Regions from separate parts of the Hordeum vulgare genome. Here region 1 is linked to region 2. A link is a contact called in public Hi-C data. All regions are on one chromosome and are shown on one strand. The core of a region is the stretch at or near the end of the contact, and the rest is flanking DNA. Distances in the headings are between cores, read along the strand shown. Region 1 holds the start of LOC123413475 (dynamin-2A-like). Region 2 holds the start of LOC123407288 (pyrophosphate--fructose 6-phosphate 1-phosphotransferase subunit beta-like).

Region 1 (6,352 bases), core at 1,168-3,667, 150 kb before region 2:
CCTTTCATATGGAAAAAAGTGCACTAATCTTGTAATCAATTATTCTTTTTTTTGGGGGGGGGGGGGGGGGGGGGGGGGGGGGCATAATTCAAATATGGAAGAAGTCTACTTTTGAAGTTAGCCACTAACCTCGCCAGATGTAATATGAGCAAGGAACTTGTCTTCAAATTCCCGGCACAGCTCCAATGCAACTGCTCGGGTTCCTTCAGGACTTTGTACCATAGATTCTCCGAGCCTTGCCAGCTCAGCCTGCACCATCTGGGATTTACCCTGAAGGCTGAAACAGTAACGCATATTACTAAATTAACATCAATGTGGAAAGGGAAGGACTTCATCTAACTCTATGGGTATATCAAACTAAGAGGTGCATCATTAAAGCATGAGGTGAGATTCTTACCCAGTCAATAGGTTAGGAAGACGCACTTTCATCCTTTTACGTATCTGCTTAGCAATGGCGCTAACCAACGAAACTCTACCTAGCTTACTCTGGGGAGCTCCAGTTAAAATGGATTTCAGGGTCTCAGCTTCAGCTTGCCATGCTGTTTCCAGCGAGTTTTCAGAACCAACTGATCCAGATTGTGCCGATGCAATCGTTACAGATTGTCCTACCAGAGCGACCCACTCAATGTCAGGAAGGTTTTTTGGGCCCTTGTTTGAGAGAAGGGCCTGAACACAAGCTATAGTTTTCGCGTCTCCTTCTGCTTGATCGATCTTGCTCAAGATACCGATAGTTCTCGAACCTACAGCGAGTGGAAAACATCAATTACTAAAGAACAAAGTGTGGTGTTGCTATTGATGATATTTTTTTCCATTTCAAAAGACATACCATCTGAATCAATATCCTTCGCCAGCCTAATGGCTCGAGATGATGCAACTTCAGCTGCTTGTACCGCAGGTATCACAACTAGCAGTATTGCATCGTTGTGCCCAGCATAATCATTGATCTAAATTGAAAAGGTAGTCACCATTGAGTAGCAGAAAGTAAACTAGGATGACAAAATTAAGTAACTGTTTTTGACATGCTGCCAAAGAAGTAGGCAAGCAAGAATAGTTCAAAAGGCTCCAAATCAATACAAGGAGACATAACTGCATAAAATTGATTTCCACACGAAAAAAATTGTGTGAAACTAACACTGAAAGATATATAAATCATATATATGGTACAAGATGTTTATGTTGACATTATATCAATATATTTTGAGCAGTGGTCATGGTTGGCTACTGTAAGCTATTCTAATATCTCAGCATTAGCATTATATCAGAACTAATTGACAAGTAAAGTATCCATAAGTAAATGCTTACCATTGAATCATCCACGGCTCGCTGGTCTAACCCAGGTAAATCAATCAGTTTTAGGGCGGGAGCTGAAAACAAAACAAGCAAATGTACAATGAGAGATCGAGTGGTTTTCCTCTGTACAAGTCTATACTCTATACTGCTATGTACATTGTTAATTGAAGGATACGCATGTTTCACTGGAACTGTTAAATTAATGGCCAAACCTGTGCTGGTTCGCAGCTTGAGAGATATCTCATCTGAGCGGCCCCTCCCAGACACACTCTTGCTGAGCCTATCCTGCAGAGAATGCCGCAGAGCAGCTGCACATGAAAAAAAATCAGCACCAGGTCGAACCGAAGTTGGTGATCATGCGAAACAAGGCTGTGAGATCCTACTGACTTGCGGACACCTGCTGCGACTTGCTATCGATCTGCAGCACGATAGACTTGGTGCTGAGGCCCGGTTCCCTCTGCAGGTCCACCACGATCGGCGCCCTGGTCGCCCCATTCTCCCCCGTCGGCTGCACCACACAACGCAATCCAATCCAATCCAATCCGATTAACAAACAACGCCAAGGGAGATACATGGAAGGAGTGGGGAGAGCTGAGGTGCTAGGCTAAAATCTCACCAGCACGGGATGGCCGATGAGGCTGTTCAGCACGGCCGACTTGCCGGAACCCTGCACAAATAGATCGGAACGGATCAGATCGGGGCACGAGGCGACGGTTCTGGGGCGCGGGGGGGCTCCGCCCGAAACTTACGACGTTGCCGAGGACGACGGCGTTGAGGAAGGTGGAGGGGCGCCTGGGCGCGGAGTCGTCCGAGGGGTCGTCGTCGGCGAGGAGCGAGGCCGCCTGGCGTATCGACTCGGAGAGCTGCGACAGCTCCTCCATGGCCTCCATGGTGGGTCTCTACCGCGCCGGCGGGGGGATCAGGCGCGGCCGATGGATCGAGAGGAGCGGCGGCGGCGGAGACCTGGCCCTCGTCGAGCTGACGCGGGTTTGAAATCCGGTCCGCCGATACGGGAGAGGCGAGACGTGGGCGAGGCAGAGAGATAGGGGAGGAGGAGAAGAGAGGGACGGGGACGGAGTAGTCGTTTGCTTGCTTGGCTGCGAAGGAGGCGTTCGACTCGGGTCAGTAGTGCGGTCGAGAGTCCGGACGTGCGTGCGGTTCGGCCGGTTCGGGGTAAGGATTGGGCCTCGGACACGGGAAGGATTCGAATTGGGCTGTGCCCCGCGCGGCCCGGTTGTCGAATCTTGGATGGGAACACTCGGTCATGAGGAGCAGGTATTCTGTTCTTCCCTTGCCTCCAAAAAAAAAAGATTAAGAAAAAAGATTACGCCAAAACAGACGATGAACGGCATCTGACACGGGAACCAGCGAAACTAGAAGAATGTTCGTGTCGTTATCAGAGGCTTTTACAAATATATATATACTAGCAAAAGGACCCGTGCGTTGCAACGGAAGAAAAAAACACAATCTTCAATGACGGCATGTGAGTCCTCACCATGAACCGGTCAAGCTCACAACATTATCTGGCAAGGTTAGAGCATCTGGAGACGACTCCCTGCGACTGTGCGCCGCTCCCCGACGGCGGGAGAGGAGGGCGTTGGTGGTGGGGTGCCCGCTCCCCGACGGCGGGAGAGGAGGGCCGTGGTGGCGGGAGAGGAGGGTCGGGGTGGCGGGGACGGCGGGGTGCCTGCTCCCCGGCGACGGGAGAGGACTATGGTGCCAAGGGCTGGCGGTGGTGGGGACGGCACGCCGTGGGCGCGGTGGCAGGGAGGCGAGGCGGGAAGGCGCGCTGGAGCGGTGGCAGGGAGGCGGGGCAGGGAGGCGCACGAGCGCGTTGACAGGGAGGCTGAGCGGGGAGGCGCACAAGCGCGGTGACAGGGAGGCAAGGCAGGGGCGATGCGACATGGTGGTGGGGTGGTGCGGTTATGTGCGATGGCGGGGTGGCGCGGCGCGGTGGCGAGGAGGGGCTGACGGGAGCCGCGCCGCACAGTGGCGGGGAGGGAAGGCATGCGGGACGGGGAGACTGCGTCGGGGGCGTGTTGATGCCCCACTGCTGTTGACGGCGAGCGGCGGGAAGGGTGGGGTGAGCGACGGGAGGGGCGAGCGGGTGAGCAGGCGGGTGGCGGGTGGAGGAGGGGTTGAGCGGGCAGAGAGGGCAGGGCGGGCGTAGGCAACGGGCGGGGCTGAGCAGGTGGGTCGAGCCGGAGGGTGCGGGGAGGGAAGGCGGGGTTGAGCGGTTTAGAGTTATCTAAAACTGTGAGGGCTTTTCTGCAAAATGACAGAAAAACGGTTCGTTGTGACTTAAAACTGGACTGCGGGTTGATTACCTAAAACTGTGAGGGCTTTTCTGCAAAACGACGGACGACGGACGACAGAAGCACTACGTGCTTTATTATTAGGGGAGGTATATATGTCTGACCTATCGGATAGAAATTCAGACAAAAATTACGCTTTTATTGCGGCCCGCCTCTTATTATGGGATATGTTTTCCTTTTCTCTTATTTCCTATGCATTCTCTTCGTCTCTTCCTAGCACAAGCACGAGTGGTACCTTGTGTTGTGAGTCGTCGACATCTCACCTCCTCCCCGGCGACAACGCAGAGCCTTAGGTTGCGGTCTCCCGGGTCAAGCCCATCGCGTCAACCATGCGCAGGTCACGCACTACCGCGATGGCAGATGCGGTTGAGGAGCACATTGTGCAGCAGTGGAGCACGACATGCCTAGAGCTGCATCTGAGAGCCAGCGACCATGAAAGGCTCATGTGAGGATGGCACGGGCCGCGTGTTTAGACCATGATGGAGCATACTAGAACCGATGAGTTTGGTGTTGCAACCATCGTAAGGTTTTGCTACGACCCGCGACAAAAATTGCTAGAGCCATTCATGGCTCTGTTCTGACCCGAAATAATGGAGACGATGATTTTGTTGCATCCGTTATGGAGAGTTTGTTATGATCGCTGATGTAGTTTGTTTCAACCATTCTTTGCTTAGTTGTGACCCGCAACGAATTTTGCTATGATCAATGCAATGAGAGCGACGGTGATTTTCTGTACCCGTCATTGGGTTTTGCTACAACCGGCAACGAAATTTTCTATGACCGGAGCGACCCATGACAACGGCAATGACAATTATGCAGCAACCGTATTCAGGTTTTCCTATGACCGGCAATGGATTTTACTTCAACCATTCATGGCTGCCATGATGCTACAAGAACGGTGACGAGCACGACAAGATGTTGGGGATGGATGTTTGTGAACTATGACAACCAGGTCTAGTGTGTAGCCACGTGCAACATTGTGTTGCAGTCGGTAAAGAGAACCACAATTATTATGGCATGGTGGCGAGATGTGGCGGACAGGTCGGCGGGGAGCTAGCACGGTGATCGCGGTGAGTTGTAACCTTCGGGCTGGCGAGGCGGCGCACTACAAGGACATTTTCGTGTTGGTTGGGGTGCTACAACCGCGGGGGAGCCGTGCTGTCAGTCATGGGACGTGTGCGCGCGAGCCACCGATGGTGTCGGCGAATACTCACAACATATGCCATAGGTAGGCTAAAGTTGGTGAGAACCGAAGGGACAAAGGTGGACGTTGGGAACGAGGTTGGTACACACATGGGACGCAGGATGTACCCAGGTTCAGGGCTCTCCATAGAGATAATACCCCTAATCCTGCCGGAGTGTTTGATATGTATGAACAGAGTACAGGGTTGCTCCTGGAGCTGTGTTGGGAGGAGGAAGAGGGGAGCAGCCGGCTCGTCTCTGCCTCTCTCTCTGTGGTTGGTGAGCGTATTGTGTTGTGTGACTCTGGAATGATCGCCCCCCTGCATGGAGGGCGACCGGGGGGTTTTATAGACAAACCCGCCGGCCTACAATATGGATAAAGGGTACAAGTGTGGGACCCGGCTGGCAGCCTCGCCGGCTGGCCAGGGGGGCACTAGAGTCTTGTCTTGTCGCTTGAGGGGCCCGCCGGTTGCATGGTCTTGATTGGCAGTGGGACCCGCCGGCTGGCCAATGAAGCTCTCGCGTAAGGTTGACGCCGAGCACGCGTTGTACGTCAAGCATCGCCCCGCGAGATTCGTCATGGGCAGGTAGTACGGCCGCCTCCACTATTCCCCACGCCGAGTGCAATAATGGAGTGGGAGTGTGACGGTCCGACACTATGCTAGGTGATGGATCAGAGCCGGGGTAGGTCAGCGGCGTGGCCGCCGACGTTCGTACCTGTTGGGCGCCCCGATCCAGTACCTTTGATGACGTGTAGCTACCTTTAATCGTAAGGTCTTATCCTGACCTATGATCTGATGTGACTTGTGATCTTCGACCGGCTAGCCTGTTTGGCTAGCCGGCTTGGGTGCGACCGACTCATTCCTAGCCGGGCTGGCGGGACCAGGCCGGCTCAGAAGAGGTAGCCGCCTCGACTCTAGCCGACATGGGTTGCCTGGCCGGCCAGAGGGATGGCCCCCTCGTCCTCTAGCCGGTAGGTGTTGCCTAGCCGGCCGGAGGACTTGGGCCTTGGGAATCTGTGTATGCTCATGTCCTTTGGGCTGGAAATGAAGGAGCAGGCTTGACGAGCCTACCCCGGGGTTATCCCCCCGACAGTAGTCCCCGAAGTTGGCGAGGCCTGCCGCCTGCGGGCGGGCGGCCTCACCGGCTTGTTGATTTGTCTTGACATTTTCGCCGCCACTCATGGTGAAGGGCGCCGGCTTCGCAACCGACTGGCTTCAAAACGACGCCTCGGCCTCGTCGCAATTCGCTTGGAGAACACCACGTGTCAGGCCCCACCTGGCGTAACGATGGTGATTACTGATGACGGGGCCGGGCCTGGGCCCTGGGTCCCGCCACGACGCCCCCTCGACCTCCGTGCGAGAGATCCTCTGCGGATTTACTCCGCGACGGTTGGGATTAGGGAAGTGTTACCGCCCGTAATACACGGGGTTAATGGGGGTCCGGCATGCGCCGGATCCCCTCCCCACGATGCTTCGTGGGGGTTTAAATGGGATGCGGGGGTTCCGAGGAGGCCATTCACCCCCCTTCTTGCCCTGCATCCGCGCTCTCTTCCTCCCTGTGCC
Region 2 (6,795 bases), core at 3,960-6,459:
TACGTGGTTGCCATGGGTATCTAGTAGGATCGCATCTTACTTACGCAAACACCACAACGGGGATGTATGAATTGCTATTTAACCTCTCTCCAAGGACCTCCTCGGTCAAATCCGATTCAACTAAAGTTGGAGAAACCGACACTCGCCAGTCATCTTTGAGCAACGGGGTTGCTCGTAGCAATGAAACCAGTCTCTCGTAAGCATACGAGTAATGTCGGTCCGAGCCGCTTCGATCCAACAATACCGCGGAATCAAGAAAAGATTAAGGAGGGCAGCAAATCGCACATCACCGCCCACAAAAACTTTTGTGTTCTACTCGAGATGACATCTACGCATGAACCTAGCTCATGATGCCACTGTTGGAGAACGTGGTACGGGAAACAAAAAATTTCCTACGCACACGCAATACCTATCATTGTGATGTCCATCTACGAGAGGGGATTTCTGATCTATGTACCCCTGTAGATCGCACAGCGGTAAGCGTTAAGAAACGCGGACGATGTAGTGGAACAGCTTGCGTGATTCAAATCACCGTAGTCGTACTCTTCATCCCACGATCCGATCTAACGCCGAACGAACGACACCTCCGCGTTCAGCACACGTACAGCGCGACGATGATCTCGGCCTTCTTGATCCAGCAAGAGAGACGGAGAGGTAGATGAGTTCTCTGGCAGCGTGACGACGCTCCGAAGGTTGGTGGTGATCTATCCCAGCACGGCTCCACCCGAGCTCCGCAGAAATACGATGTAGAGGAAAAACTGTGGAGGTATGTGGTCGGGCTGCCGTGGCAAAGTTGTCTGAAATCAGCCCTAATACCCCACTATATATAGGAGGGAGGGGGAGGGACCTGCCTTGAGGCTCAAGAGAGCCCCAAGGGGTCGGCCGAACCAAGGGTGGAGGAATCCACCTCCAATCCTAGTCCAACTAGGATTGAAAGGTGGAGTCCTTCCCTTCCTTTCCACCTCCTCTTTTTTTCCTTTGATTTCTTTATCTCCTGCGCATAGGGCCTCTTGGGCTGCCCCACCAGCCCACTAAGGGCTGGTGCGGCACTCCTAAGGTCTATGGGATTCCCCTGGGTGGGCTGCCCCCCGGTGAACATCCGGAACCCATTCGTCACTCCTGGTACATTCCCGGTAATGCCCGAAAACTTTCCGGTAATCAAATGAGGTCATCCTATATATCAATCTTCGTTTACAGACCATTCCGGAAACCCCCGTGACGTCCGTGATCCTATCCGGGACTCCGAACAACATTCGGTAACCAACCATACAACTCAAATACGCATAAAACATCGCCGAACCTTAAGTGTGCAGACCCTGCGGGTTCGAGAACTATGTAGACATGACCTGCGGGACTCCTCGGTCAATATCCAATAGCGGGACCTGGATGCCCATATTGGATCCTACATATTCTACGAAGATCTTATCGATTGAACCTCAGTGCCAAGGATTCATATAATCCTGTATGTCATTCCCTTTGTCCTTCGGTATGTTACTTGCCCGAGATTCGATCGTCAGTATCCACATACCTATTTCAATCTCGTTTACCGGCAAGTCTCTTTACTCGTTCCGTAATACAAGATCCCGTGACTTACATTAAGTCACATTGCTTGCAAAGGCTTGTGTGTGATGTTGTATTACCGAGTGGGCCCCGAGATACCTCTCCGTCACACGGAGTGACAAATCTCAGTCTTGATCCATACTAACTCAACGGACACCTTAGGAGATACCTGTAGAGCATCTTTATAGTCACCCAGTTACGTTATGACGTTTGATACACAGAAGGCATTCCTCCGGTGCGAGTGAGTTATATGATCTCATGGTCATAGGAATAAATACTTGACACGCAGAAAACAGTAGCAACAAAATGACACGATCAACATGCTACGTTCATTAGTTTGGGTCTAGTCCATCACATGATTCACTTAATGATGTGATCCAGTTATCAAGCAACAACATCTTGTACATAGTCAGAAGACCTTGACTATCCTTGATCAACTGGCTAGCCAACTAGAGGCTCGCTAGGGAAAGTGTTTTGTCTATGTATCCACACATGTATCTAAGTCTTCATTTGATACAATTATAGCATGGATAATAAATGATTATCTTGATACAGGAATTATAATAATAACTTATTTATCATTGCCTCTAGGGCATAATTCCAACAACACCGCCGCAGTCAAAAGAGCCTCCGCGTCCCCCCAAACACTCGTGCGGGGAAAAGTCGGCCCGCCGCCGGCAGCGGTACATAGGCAGGGCCTGGTGGACCACGTCGACGACGACAAAAAGGTAGGATGAAGGGGAGGGAAGCTGGAGGAGCGCGCGCGGGGGGTGGGGGGATGGTTCGTCCGTCACCCGAGAGACGAGTAGAGCGGAAGCCCGGGGGAGTCATAGCTCAATACAACGAATATTAGAACTAATAAAAATTGCATCTAGATTCATAGACCACCTAGTAATGACTGCAGGCACTAAAGTGAGTCAATGGCCCACCGTCATCATCACCCCTCCCCCCCCCCTCGTCGGAGCTGGACAATAATTATTGTAGTAGACAATTGAAAAGTCGACGTGCTAAGACCCCTATAACAACGACCGTCACCGATGAAGAAACACGTAGATCGAAAGCACGAAATTAAAGACACGCGAACATCGACGAACGAAAAATGGATCCGAATAGATCCACTAAAGACAACCATTGATCGAATTCTGCGAGATCCGGTGGAGACACGAGCCCTCCTATGATGCTACACAAATCACCGAAAGAGGGTCTAGCCGAGGAAAAGGCTTATACCATTTTTAGAAAGCCGTCGCCATTTCATCTTCATGAGCAGTACACAAATCCTAACAAAATCAAAAGAGAAATCTAAAAACAAAACCTCCCGTCGGCAAGTGCTAGGATCCACCACGTCTCCATGACCCTAAGGTCACCAGAGAGAGACGAGGCAGACCGGCAGCAACGCCGACGACAACGCATGGACTTTTTTTCGACAGTGAGAATATTTTTTAGCAAGAGTTGAACTAATAGCATGACAGGTTTGAGAACAATTGGTTCATATGGAAAAATCACATGTCCCATTTAAATAATTCTAGGCATATATCCCTACGATTCGTCCAGCAGTAATGGATAACTTAATTACTCGACTCAAGTAATTTTGAGCACAAATCCCAATGTTTAAAAAGCGGCTAGCAAGTTTAAATGACACATCACAAGATGGTGTGTTTTTTGTTGTTGTTGTTGCTGATGTTTTAGCGTCTCATATGTACTCCCGCCCATGTTCGTGAACAGCTTGACAGGGCAGGGCAGCATCATTAACATGAACAAACACTGTGCATAAATTGAGAATATTGTGGGTAGCAAAAAGGTGTCAGATTAAAATACCTAGAATAATACAATATGTCAGCTGATCCCTATGAAGACTAACGCGCCAGATTACGGCTTGCATGGTGCTCGGCCTCCGAACGACATTTTCATATCTAAGGCCATCTATGTATAATTTCCTCTATTGACTTAATAAAAAATTTAATAAGCTTCAAAGTTCTTTCGCACTAGATACGTTTTGTGCACTCTCCTTATACAGAAAAAAAAACTCCCACGCATGTGAAGTATGGCCTGACCGCCACACGCAGAAGACCAGCAGCAGCGGCAGCGCAACGGCAGCGACATGTAGCTGAAATACCACGGCCGGCCGAGGTTGCAAGAGACAGGCCAAAAACAAAATGGCAAAATAGTTCGACATATGCATATAGACCCTTCCAGTTCCAATGGTGTACCCAGGTCACTCCCTACAATGCTCTAATGGAGTAGTATGAAATATTCACATCTTTTAAGCTGCATTCAATCGGTTTCCATCCCGATGCTTGTCTTTGGAATAGCAAATGGATAAGTATCAAAGAAAATCAGCCGACTGGGATATACACTATGCAAATTATCGACGAATATTGATTGTGAAACATGTAGAAAATTAGTAAAAGTTAATTCACAATAACAAAAAAGGTAAACCTTAATGTAGGAAATTACTTTTTCTCGCCTTATTTTATCTTTTACAAACACACTTGCTTGTTCTTAGTATGCGCACGAATGATGTCACATTATTGTTAGCTAATAACTCGGTTTAGCTATAATATTTCAAATCATGCCGACCCTTCTATGCGCTGTAAGTTGTTGTTTCTTTTTTGGAGGGTACGAAAAAGTCAAAATAATATCATCTTTGTATATGACAAAACCTACATTTGGCGTTCTTGTGGACAATTAGTTGTCCTCCGTTGCTGGATGTTTTGCTTATAGTGTTGTCAATGTGCACGTGTAGAAGAAAAGATGGGTGTTTCTTTTGCCTTGTGTGGGTGCTTCTATTGTTGGAGTTGAGCGAGAGACCGCGAGGTGGTAACCTCCCCTGGCCGACTAGATCAAAATCAACATTAATGCAATATTGTAGTGTGAACTACTAACGGAAGTGGATTGCAACCTCTCATGAAGATCACCGGACACGAGCAAAGAAGGGTACACTGCTTGTGAATAGACAAGGGGAGCTAGACGAGAGGAACAAAAGCAGCGAAGCAGAGAAAGACGAAGTCAACGGTGCAGTTTTTATGTTCGATGCGGTTCTTCAGTCTGCTTCCTTCTCTGACAACCAGCTATCGACATATGTCAACAACCCATGTACACTTATCACACGGTCCATGACAACCAGGTACTATATGTCTTCATATGCGGACGTGGTATATTTCCATTATACATGTCGGGTTATATAGTAGGCCATTACATAAAATTACCTAATATCCTCTATAAAGCTTGTTCGATTTGTAGAAAACATACTCCCTCCTATCCAAATTAATTAATGCAATTCTAGTACAATATTAGGAGTTTTTACTATGGTCTACTTTACGTGCAATTCAAAAGAGAGAAAAAACTCCACGGAGTCCAGAATCATAGGTTTTTCTTTATTAGTTTTAATGATGGCAACAATTGCATATCGTAGGATTTCTTTTTATCACCTTCAACTTCTCTAGGTATGTTTTACAGTGACACACCATGACATTTCAAATCCTACATGGCCTAAATCTTCAGAATTCCGTCAAACCAAAAAGGCCCTTTCGATGGCGAGAGTTCATCTTGGGGAGCACTCCAATACCGTGTGCTAAAATTAGGTCAGGCGGCCACGAACCCAGGGGCTCACCCGCAAAAGGAGCACGAGACCGACCGATCGCTCGATCGCATCATAAAACCCCGCGGCGACACACCCCACCCAACTGACCGCTCCCTCCGCCCACAGCATATTCCTCCAAATCTCGCCACCAGCGCCACCTCACCGGCAACCGCATCGCATCGCATGGCGGCCGCGGCGGTGGCCTCCAACGGGGGCGCGGCGCCCGTGCCCGGGCGCCTCGCGTCCGTGTACAGCGAGGTGCAGACGAGCCGCATCGCGCACATGCTGCCCCTCCCCTCCGTCCTCCGCTCCCACTTCACCCTCGCCGACGGGCCCGCCAGCACCGCAGCGGGGAGCCCCGGTGAGTAACGGACACCCTTCCCTGGGAGTATACGCGTCGCCTCCCGGATCTCGGCCTGGGAGGATTTTGAATTTGGGATTTTGACGGCCGTGATTCGATCTGTCCGCAGATGAGATCGCCAAGCTGTTCCCCTGCCTCTACGGCCAGCCGTCGGCCTCCGTCGTGCCGACCGCCGAGCCGGTCGCGTCGAAGCCGCTCAAGATCGGCGTCGTGCTCTCGGGCGGCCAGGCGCCGGGCGGGCACAATGTGATCTGCGGCATCTTTGGTGAGTGCCAGTGATCTCGACCTGACGGTTCGCTTTGACGAAATCTGCAACGGCCCACTAGCTGAGACCAACCGAAATTTAAAATTGCTGTTCATGATTGAATTCGAGTGATGTTAGTGCCACTGTGCCAGTCTCTTCCTTCTCCGGTGAAGGATCTGAGGCGGACTATGATATTATTTTAGGCGACTGTGATATCTTCAAGCCAGCTTCGACACTGAACCTGCACAGTTGTAGATCTTGCTATGCTTTTTACTGAAGTTTTCCTGTAGTTGACTTGTCATGGTTTCTGCTGGATCAGATTACCTGCAGGAGCGTGCCAAAGGCAGCACCATGTATGGATTCAAGGGAGGCCCAGCTGGTGTCATGAAGGGCAAGTACGTCGAGCTGACTGCTGATTTCGTGTACCCCTACAGAAACCAGGTATGGCAGCATGACCTCTATTTACTGAGCACGCTTATTGAAATTTCAAAGTGTCATGACTTTTATGCAAACCTTCCTACACGTACTAAGGTTTAGGTGAATATCATAAGATATCTGATAGATGTATCATCTGAATTATTATGATGCTAGGTCTCAATTACTCTTGATTAGTAGACCCCTTAACGCTGTTTCTGTTATTACTCACCAATTATGTGTAACCTTTTCAATAGGGTGGATTCGATATGATCTGCAGTGGAAGGGACAAGATTGAAACACCAGAGCAGGTTTGTCTTTGAGTGTCTATACACAAGTATTTACTGCATCCGTCCTTCTAGTGTCTATACGGCTATATGCAAGTATTTACTGCAAGTGAGTGTTGACTAACCAGTACTTCACTAGTGTTATCTTTATTTGTAACTCTGTTTGATGTTTTTTGCAGTTCAAGCAAGCTGAAGACACAGTCAACAGACTTGATTTGGATGGACTTGTTGTCATTGGTGGTGATGATTCAAACACTAATGCATGCCTCCTTGGTGAATACTTCAGGTTGGCTGCTGAAACGACAACTCACTCTTTTGTCCACCTAAAGGATTTTTTGGTTGCTGTTAG

Evidence for each region. A called contact is a pair of places that touch in the nucleus more often than the background predicts.
Region 1: a Hi-C map of seedling shows a contact between it and region 2, with 4 times the contacts expected there. The contact joins the promoter of LOC123413475 here to the promoter of LOC123407288 in region 2. A contact is called at or near these places in 5 of 6 Hi-C or Micro-C datasets (leaf, seedling and an unstated tissue) and 1 of 1 datasets of contacts at active chromatin or transcription factors (embryo).

What each region holds. Positions count from the first base shown.
Region 1 is chr7H:105,669,379-105,675,730 of MorexV3_pseudomolecules_assembly, reverse strand. It overlaps LOC123413475 (dynamin-2A-like), which reads right to left and starts at 2,417. Exons shown (of 22, transcript XM_045106414.1): 1 at 2,040-2,417; 2 at 1,907-1,957; 3 at 1,678-1,798; 4 at 1,503-1,598; 5 at 1,303-1,364; 6 at 827-944; 7 at 398-740; 8 at 130-277; 9 at 1. The coding sequence starts at 2,180.
Region 2 is chr7H:105,521,538-105,528,332 of MorexV3_pseudomolecules_assembly, reverse strand. LOC123407288 (pyrophosphate--fructose 6-phosphate 1-phosphotransferase subunit beta-like) reads left to right here and starts at 5,209. Exons shown (of 16, transcript XM_045100394.1): 1 at 5,209-5,501; 2 at 5,611-5,766; 3 at 6,065-6,186; 4 at 6,417-6,470; 5 at 6,626-6,732. The coding sequence starts at 5,324.